Linked DNA regions of Macaca mulatta: region 2 is linked to region 1. A link is a contact called in public Hi-C data. All regions are on one chromosome and are shown on one strand. The core of a region is the stretch at or near the end of the contact, and the rest is flanking DNA. Distances in the headings are between cores, read along the strand shown.

Region 1 (3,148 bases), core at 265-2,764:
TGTCATTCATTCATTATTTATTTCCCCCTGTTATATGCCAGATACTTGTGCAGGGCATGGAACAAGAGGGACACGGTTCTTGCATTTATGGAATATATATTATTGTGAGTAAAAATTAGACTGATAAATTATCTGTGACAAACAGTGAAAGAAGGCAGTGCATTGGGTATGAAAGCATACTTAGTTTGCAGGAGTCAGACACTGGTCACCATTCACCAACTTGCCCAAGCCAGAAAGCAGGAAGTTGTCCTTGAATCCTTACTCCCCATGTCCAAATACTACAAGTCTTATATATGCTACTTCTTAAGTATCTCTCAAATTTATTCTCATAATTCCACTGCCAGATATAATCCAAGTCATCATCATCTCTTACCTGTGCAACTACAACAGACTCCTAAAAGCTCTACCTTCCCGAGGCATGCTGGCTCCTTCCAATCCATTCTCCTCATGGCAGCCAGAGGGATCTTCTAAAAATAAAATTCTAGTCATACTAGTCCTCTGCCTAAAACCCCTTAAAGGTTTCCCATTACCCTCAAGAAATAGTCTGAAATCCTTACCATAATTTACAAGGCAATATAATATAATGGTAATTTTTACAAATTGGGACTCTGGAGTGGAGAAACATGAGTTCAAAACTAGACTCCAGAACCTACTTGCAAGGTGACTTTGGGCAAGCTGCTTAACAACTCCAAACCTCAATCCTCTCATCTCACCTGCAAAATATAGTTACAGAATCTCCTCTATTGAGTTATTCTGAGGATTAAATAATATTACAAGTAAGATGGAGGGGGACCACTCTTCCCCTCTTTTTCAGTGCTCCTTAGAGCTGTGGTTAGGAGTACTGACTCTGGACACAGCCTGACCCTCTGGTACCTGTTTCCTCTTTTATAAACTGGAGATAGCAGGAACCAACCTCACAAGATAGCTGAGAATTAAATTATGTAAAATGTCTAGAAGAGTGCCTGGCACAGAGTAAACGCAACGTGTTTGCTACAGTTCCATTCTCTTTCATTTCTTCCAACGTGCACCCTCTTTACTTCTTCTGCTCCGCCTACTCATCCTTCAGCACTGGGTTCAAATACCATCTCCTCGTGGGTGGTGGTGGGTTCTCAAACCCAGCCCAGCTGCCCGACCTCCCAGCTCCACTCTTTGATGGGGCAGCAACTTCAACCCTACCACATGCAAATTCTAGCTGTTTACCGCGTATCCCTACAGTAACAACTTCAGCCTCTGCACATCTTTCCCAAAGAACCTCCCTACGGCAGTTTTTAAAGGACTCCCAGGAGGCACACCCTCGCCAGCGTCCCAGCATTTTACCTTAACAGTGATGCCCCACATCTTGTGAACCCCACCGGAAGTGAGCCGGCTGGGGGCGTTCCCTCACAACCACCCGGCTCCTACGCCCTTGGCGCCTTCCGGCCTTTTAGGCTAGGCCAGAAAGGAGGCGGAACTCGGTGATCTGACTGGCGGTTTCCGGGCCGGACTGAGAAGAGGAGCGCGCTGCGCGTCGCGGGAGTAATCTCCTTGGTCTCCTGCTCTCGCGACATGGCCTTCAATTTTGGGGCTCCCTCGGGCACCTCCGGTACCGCTGCAGCCACCGCGGCCCCCGCGGGTGAGTGATCCCCCTGGACCTTCACCCGGGAAGGAGGGGAAGGGTCTGGTCCGCCCCCTCTGTCCGAGACTCTCCGATCTGGGTATCCTGGGATCTCCCGCCGACGCGGAGACTTTAGAGGCATTGGGAAAGGGCGGGCGGCCGCAAAGTGGGCCGAGGCGGCTCCCGAGGAGGCCGCGGGGGTACTCGAGGTCCCACTAGAAGCTCGCGCGCCGCGCGTGAGTTTCCACAGGGCCCTGGCTTCAGCGGTTCGCTTCCCGCCACCGGGGAGTTCTACTCAGAGAAATTGGAGGTTGCTCCCCTCTCACCTTGCCCGAGAGCCTCCCTCCCTCCCTTCTGCACCTCAGCCTCCCAGATAGGCGGGAACGCTTGCGTGATTCCCGCTGCCAGCGAGGATGGGGCTGGGGATCCACCGGCACTCCCATTGACTCCCTTAGTTCCAGCCCCGGCCCCTTGTGGTCCTCGCTATGGGGCTTATCCGTCGTGCTTCTTCCATCTGCCCCACCCCACCCCCACTCTGCTTTCTTAAACTGTTTGGAGCAAAACCAGGTTTGTTCACTTCTGTGAAACCTCCTGCTGATTCTTGTAATCCTTACCTTGCTTTCTTTTCTTTTTCCCTCTCCCCCTTTTTAAAATTTTGTTTCTTTGCCTACACGCCTATCAGGATTTGGTGGGCTTGAGACTGCCAACTCCACCGCCAGTGGGTTTAATTTTGGGGGTTTCGGATTAACTGCTAATCCTGCAGTGAACTTTAATATTGGGAATTTCGGTGTTTCTACTACCTCGGCGACTCCGTTCAATTTTGGTAACAGTCTGGCAAGTGCAGGTAGATACTGCGGGTTGTATGTGTAACGAGTGTTGGGAGCTGGAGTCCAAGAATATTGTGGTTCCTGGAGTTTGGGAAGGAACTGTTACTTGTTTAATAAGGAAAGGAAATTTGTTTCCTGATCTCAGATCAAAAACATTTATATCAAGTTTTTAGTACCTTAAAAGATGTGGTTTAGGGAAGTTTTGCAAGTTGTGTTCCTTTATTAAATGTGCACTTATCTTCCAAATGATAAGCATTTGGATTATAATTTTGAATGGACTATATCTTTTAAATTATTAGATAAGACTTCCAAAGTATAAACTCACCACCAGTCAAGCCCATCCTGGGATTCTTGGACTCCTGCAGTCATTTTTCATTTTTTCTGCATCTTTCATTGAGATTTCATTTTATTGTCCTTCTGTTTCCAAAGAGAAACAAGTCTTATACGAACAGCAGTAACCTGTTTTGTTTTTTAACTTGTGTTATAATGATAATAATGTATTTCTTTGGTCAACTCAGCAGATTAGGATACTATAAGATGTGTAATTTCTATAAGATGTGTAATTATAGAAAGAATCCCCAATTCTTTTCTGGAATTTTGGGAAAAGCTCAAAGAGAGCAGTTTAATTTTATGGCATATAGCCCCGAATTCTAAAAGGTAGGCTAGACGTCTTTGCATTCAAAAAGATAATTATGAAGATTTTCTTATGCATGTGGGTTGTTTGAAG
Region 2 (3,148 bases), core at 268-2,767, 150 kb after region 1:
GTTTTGACAATGCTTTTTATGCCCTCACTAAAATAACCTAACCAAAAATATTTAATTTAAATCTATGCTTTTTAAAAAACTTTTATTGCTTACACTTATTTCTTCACAAGTAACTGATTTGATAATTAATAAATAAGTCATTCTCCAAATGCAACTGAATAACATGGTTTGTGGAGCATTCTTTATTTTGTGTGCAGGTGTGATTACAGAGTTCTTTTATCTGGGGCTCATGTTATCATGGTCACAGATGAGGTTGGCATTCTGTAAAATTGCTTTGGTTAAGCAGAACACTATCATCTGGCTATTTTGCCAGACCAGCAACCAGTTACCAGCTGTTAGGCTATGTTTTTTCTCATGTAGTTACAATCAAGACTGCCTAGATTGAAATCTCATCTTCCCCACAGGCTATGAATTGCGGCAATCTCCCTGAGCTAGTTTCCTCTTCTGTAAAATGGAGATAACAATAGCACCTATTTTGAGGGCTGTTCTGAGGATTAAATAAGTTAATACAAGTGCTCAGAACAGTGCCTGGCACAGGGTGGGTAATTAGGTTTTTTTTTTTTTTCTCTCTCTCTCTCTCTAATTGACAACACCCTACCTCATTCATTCAACCCTTATTGATTTTTCACACCTTGAGATTGTAGAAACGTATTCTCCTCTTCGAATTACCATGATCTGAATTAAAAACTCTGGCTGAGGAGTGCTTACGGAGCTTATAACGATGGTTGAACTTTAACGGATTAATTGCATTTCTTAATGGTCAACATGATCACATTTCATCCAGCACTCTTTTCCCTAAGGGTCACGCTAAGTTGAAACAACCAAAACCAAATTGAGAACATATCTAAAATCATACACATTAACTTATATGACCCTCCTTTCTCTTTTTTCTCCTAAGAGGGAATAGTGCTATCTAGTTTCCATAGTTCTTTTCAGTTTTGTTTTGTTTTTTATACGGAGTTTCGCTCTTGTTGCCCAGGCTGCAGTGCAATGGCGCAATCTCGGCTCACCGTAATCTCCGCCTCCCGTATTCAAGCGATTCTCCTGACTCAGCCTCCCTAGTAGCTGGGATTACAGGCATGCGCCACCACGCCCGGCTGATTTTGTAATTTTAGTAGAGACTGGGTTTCTCCATGTTGATCAGGCCGGTCTCGAACTCCCAACCTCAGGCCCACCTTGGCCTTCCAAACTGCTGGGATTACAGTAGTGAGTTTCTAACTTTATACAGTGGGATTAAAAACAAACTATTAATCCTCATTTTGGTGCTTCATATGGGTGTCGGGATGATGACATATGCTAATACACGTGAAAAAATTCACATTTCAGATCCTTTCAGAAACGCTGGGAAGTAGTAGTAGCATATGCCCAACGGCGAGGGGCGGGACACTGGGGGGATAGCTCTCCAATATACCACAGAGCATTTTGGCAACGAGAATAATTTTGACATTCTGAGGCTTCCGTAGCATAATTCGCTTTAGGAACCGCTACGGTGTCCCCTGCTTAGCGTCCCATGTGCTGTTTCCGGTCATGCCCGGAAACACGAGTCCAAGCTGTAGCTGGCCGGCCGTCTGAATTTTATTAAAAGTGCTCGCCGCGACGCTAGTCTGCAGCCAAAATGTCCAGCAGAAACAACAACAAGCTGCCCAGCAACCTGCCGCAGTTACAGAATCTGATCAAGCGAGACCCGCCGGCCTACATCGAGGAGGTGGGAGTGCGGCGCAGCAAACGCTAGAGGCCGGATGGTGGATAGTTGAGACGCCAGTGGGGGAAAGCATTAGAGTGGGGCTGGGATCCAGGCTCGCCGCCTATTCTGTTAGGTTCAGGGGTCCCTCCAGAGGAGAGAAGGGGTTGGGGAAGAGACATGCCTTACGGTTCGTTCCCCACCTCTTGAAAATCTGTTGCCCTTTGGATTTTCTACCTGCCCTGTAGACCCTGCTGCCGCTGAAACACCTTTAAAACCTCATTTTGTTTTAAGATATTTTTCTCCGACCGCACGGAGGTGGAGAGGGAGAGATGGGCCGCACCCAACCACCAACTTCCACTCGGGTTTCTCAACCTTTTTTCAGAAATCCCAAACTTGAATTAGTCGGTAACCCTTATTGAATCGTATGTTAGAATGCTTTCGATTGACGTCCGTTTCTAAGAGCCGGCTGTGTACCGTGGACTGTGCCAGGAAAGAGTGGGGGTTTCTCAAGCACAAGGGACAGACTCGGGAGCTTAGTATATGTAGTTAAGCCAGGATTCAAACTTACCGGAAACTGGCATGACTCGAATGTCAGAATTTGCTTCGGGAAAAGATTAGGTTGAAAAATTAGGCCCTCATTGTGATGGGCGTTGTACACTAACCTTATATAAGTTGTGAACATTAGGGGTGTTTGAACCCAGTACCGACAAAATGAAAGTGGTTTTGATGTATTAATCTGGCAGGTGCTTCCTTCGGACACCCATTTATCAGACAGGCATTAAACAGGTATCTCTGCTAGGTATTTACTGCAATTACATGTTTGTGCTTCTACCAGGTTGTGATTTGTTGAATGGCTAACACAATTACTCATTTTTTCATTGCCCTTCTCACTTCCCTCCTCCCCCAAATTTTCACATATAGATATTTTATGAGTGCTTTTTAACACATGGCAATCTCAGTGGCTTAGGTCACCAGTAGAGAGAGCCTCTCCAAGGATCAAGATAGTGGAAATAAAGAGTAGGAAACAAGTACAAGAAGTTAAGTAACATAGGCAAGACTTTGAGATGCTTAAAGCATTGTATAGCCATTCGCAAAGAAAGTGATAAGTTGAGAGTCCATATAATTCCGTTAGATAACTCGTCCTCCTGACTCTGTTGTTAACCAGTTGTGTAACCGAAGCGGGTTAATCGCTGAGCCTACATGGGTATTTTAATATGTAAGAAGGGGATAATAACTACCTCTTTAATTCGCTTAAGTATATATCCAAAATCACATATATAATACCTGCTGTGTGTTGTTATTCTAGGTAGGCATTGGGGTACAGTAATGAATAAGACAGGTAAGAAAGCATTCTTCTCTTGGACTTACATTCAAGTGAGGGTAGACTTACTATGGTAGAGACTATGAAGAAAGTAAAACTGGATGGGAATAGGTTAGAACTGGAGGCTGCTGGTTTAGACCCCG

What was found. Hi-C and Micro-C count contacts between places; a contact is called where the count stands out from the background.
Region 2: a Hi-C map of fetal cortex germinal zone shows a contact between it and region 1, with 2.2 times the contacts expected there. The contact joins the promoter of SDAD1 here to the promoter of NUP54 in region 1. A contact is called at or near these places in 5 of 14 Hi-C or Micro-C datasets (CD4 T cells, blood, fetal cortex germinal zone and 2 more).

What each region holds. Positions count from the first base shown.
Region 1 is chr5:57,666,839-57,669,986 of T2T-MMU8v2.0, forward strand. NUP54 (nucleoporin 54) reads left to right here and starts at 1,515. Exons shown (of 12, transcript XM_015138496.3): 1 at 1,515-1,612. The coding sequence starts at 1,546. LOC106998347 (a long non-coding RNA gene) reads right to left here and starts at 1,364. Exons shown (of 2, transcript XR_013417891.1): 1 at 1,318-1,364.
Region 2 is chr5:57,819,703-57,822,850 of T2T-MMU8v2.0, forward strand. It overlaps SDAD1 (SDA1 domain containing 1), which reads left to right and starts at 1,518. Exons shown (of 23, transcript XM_078003477.1): 1 at 1,518-1,705.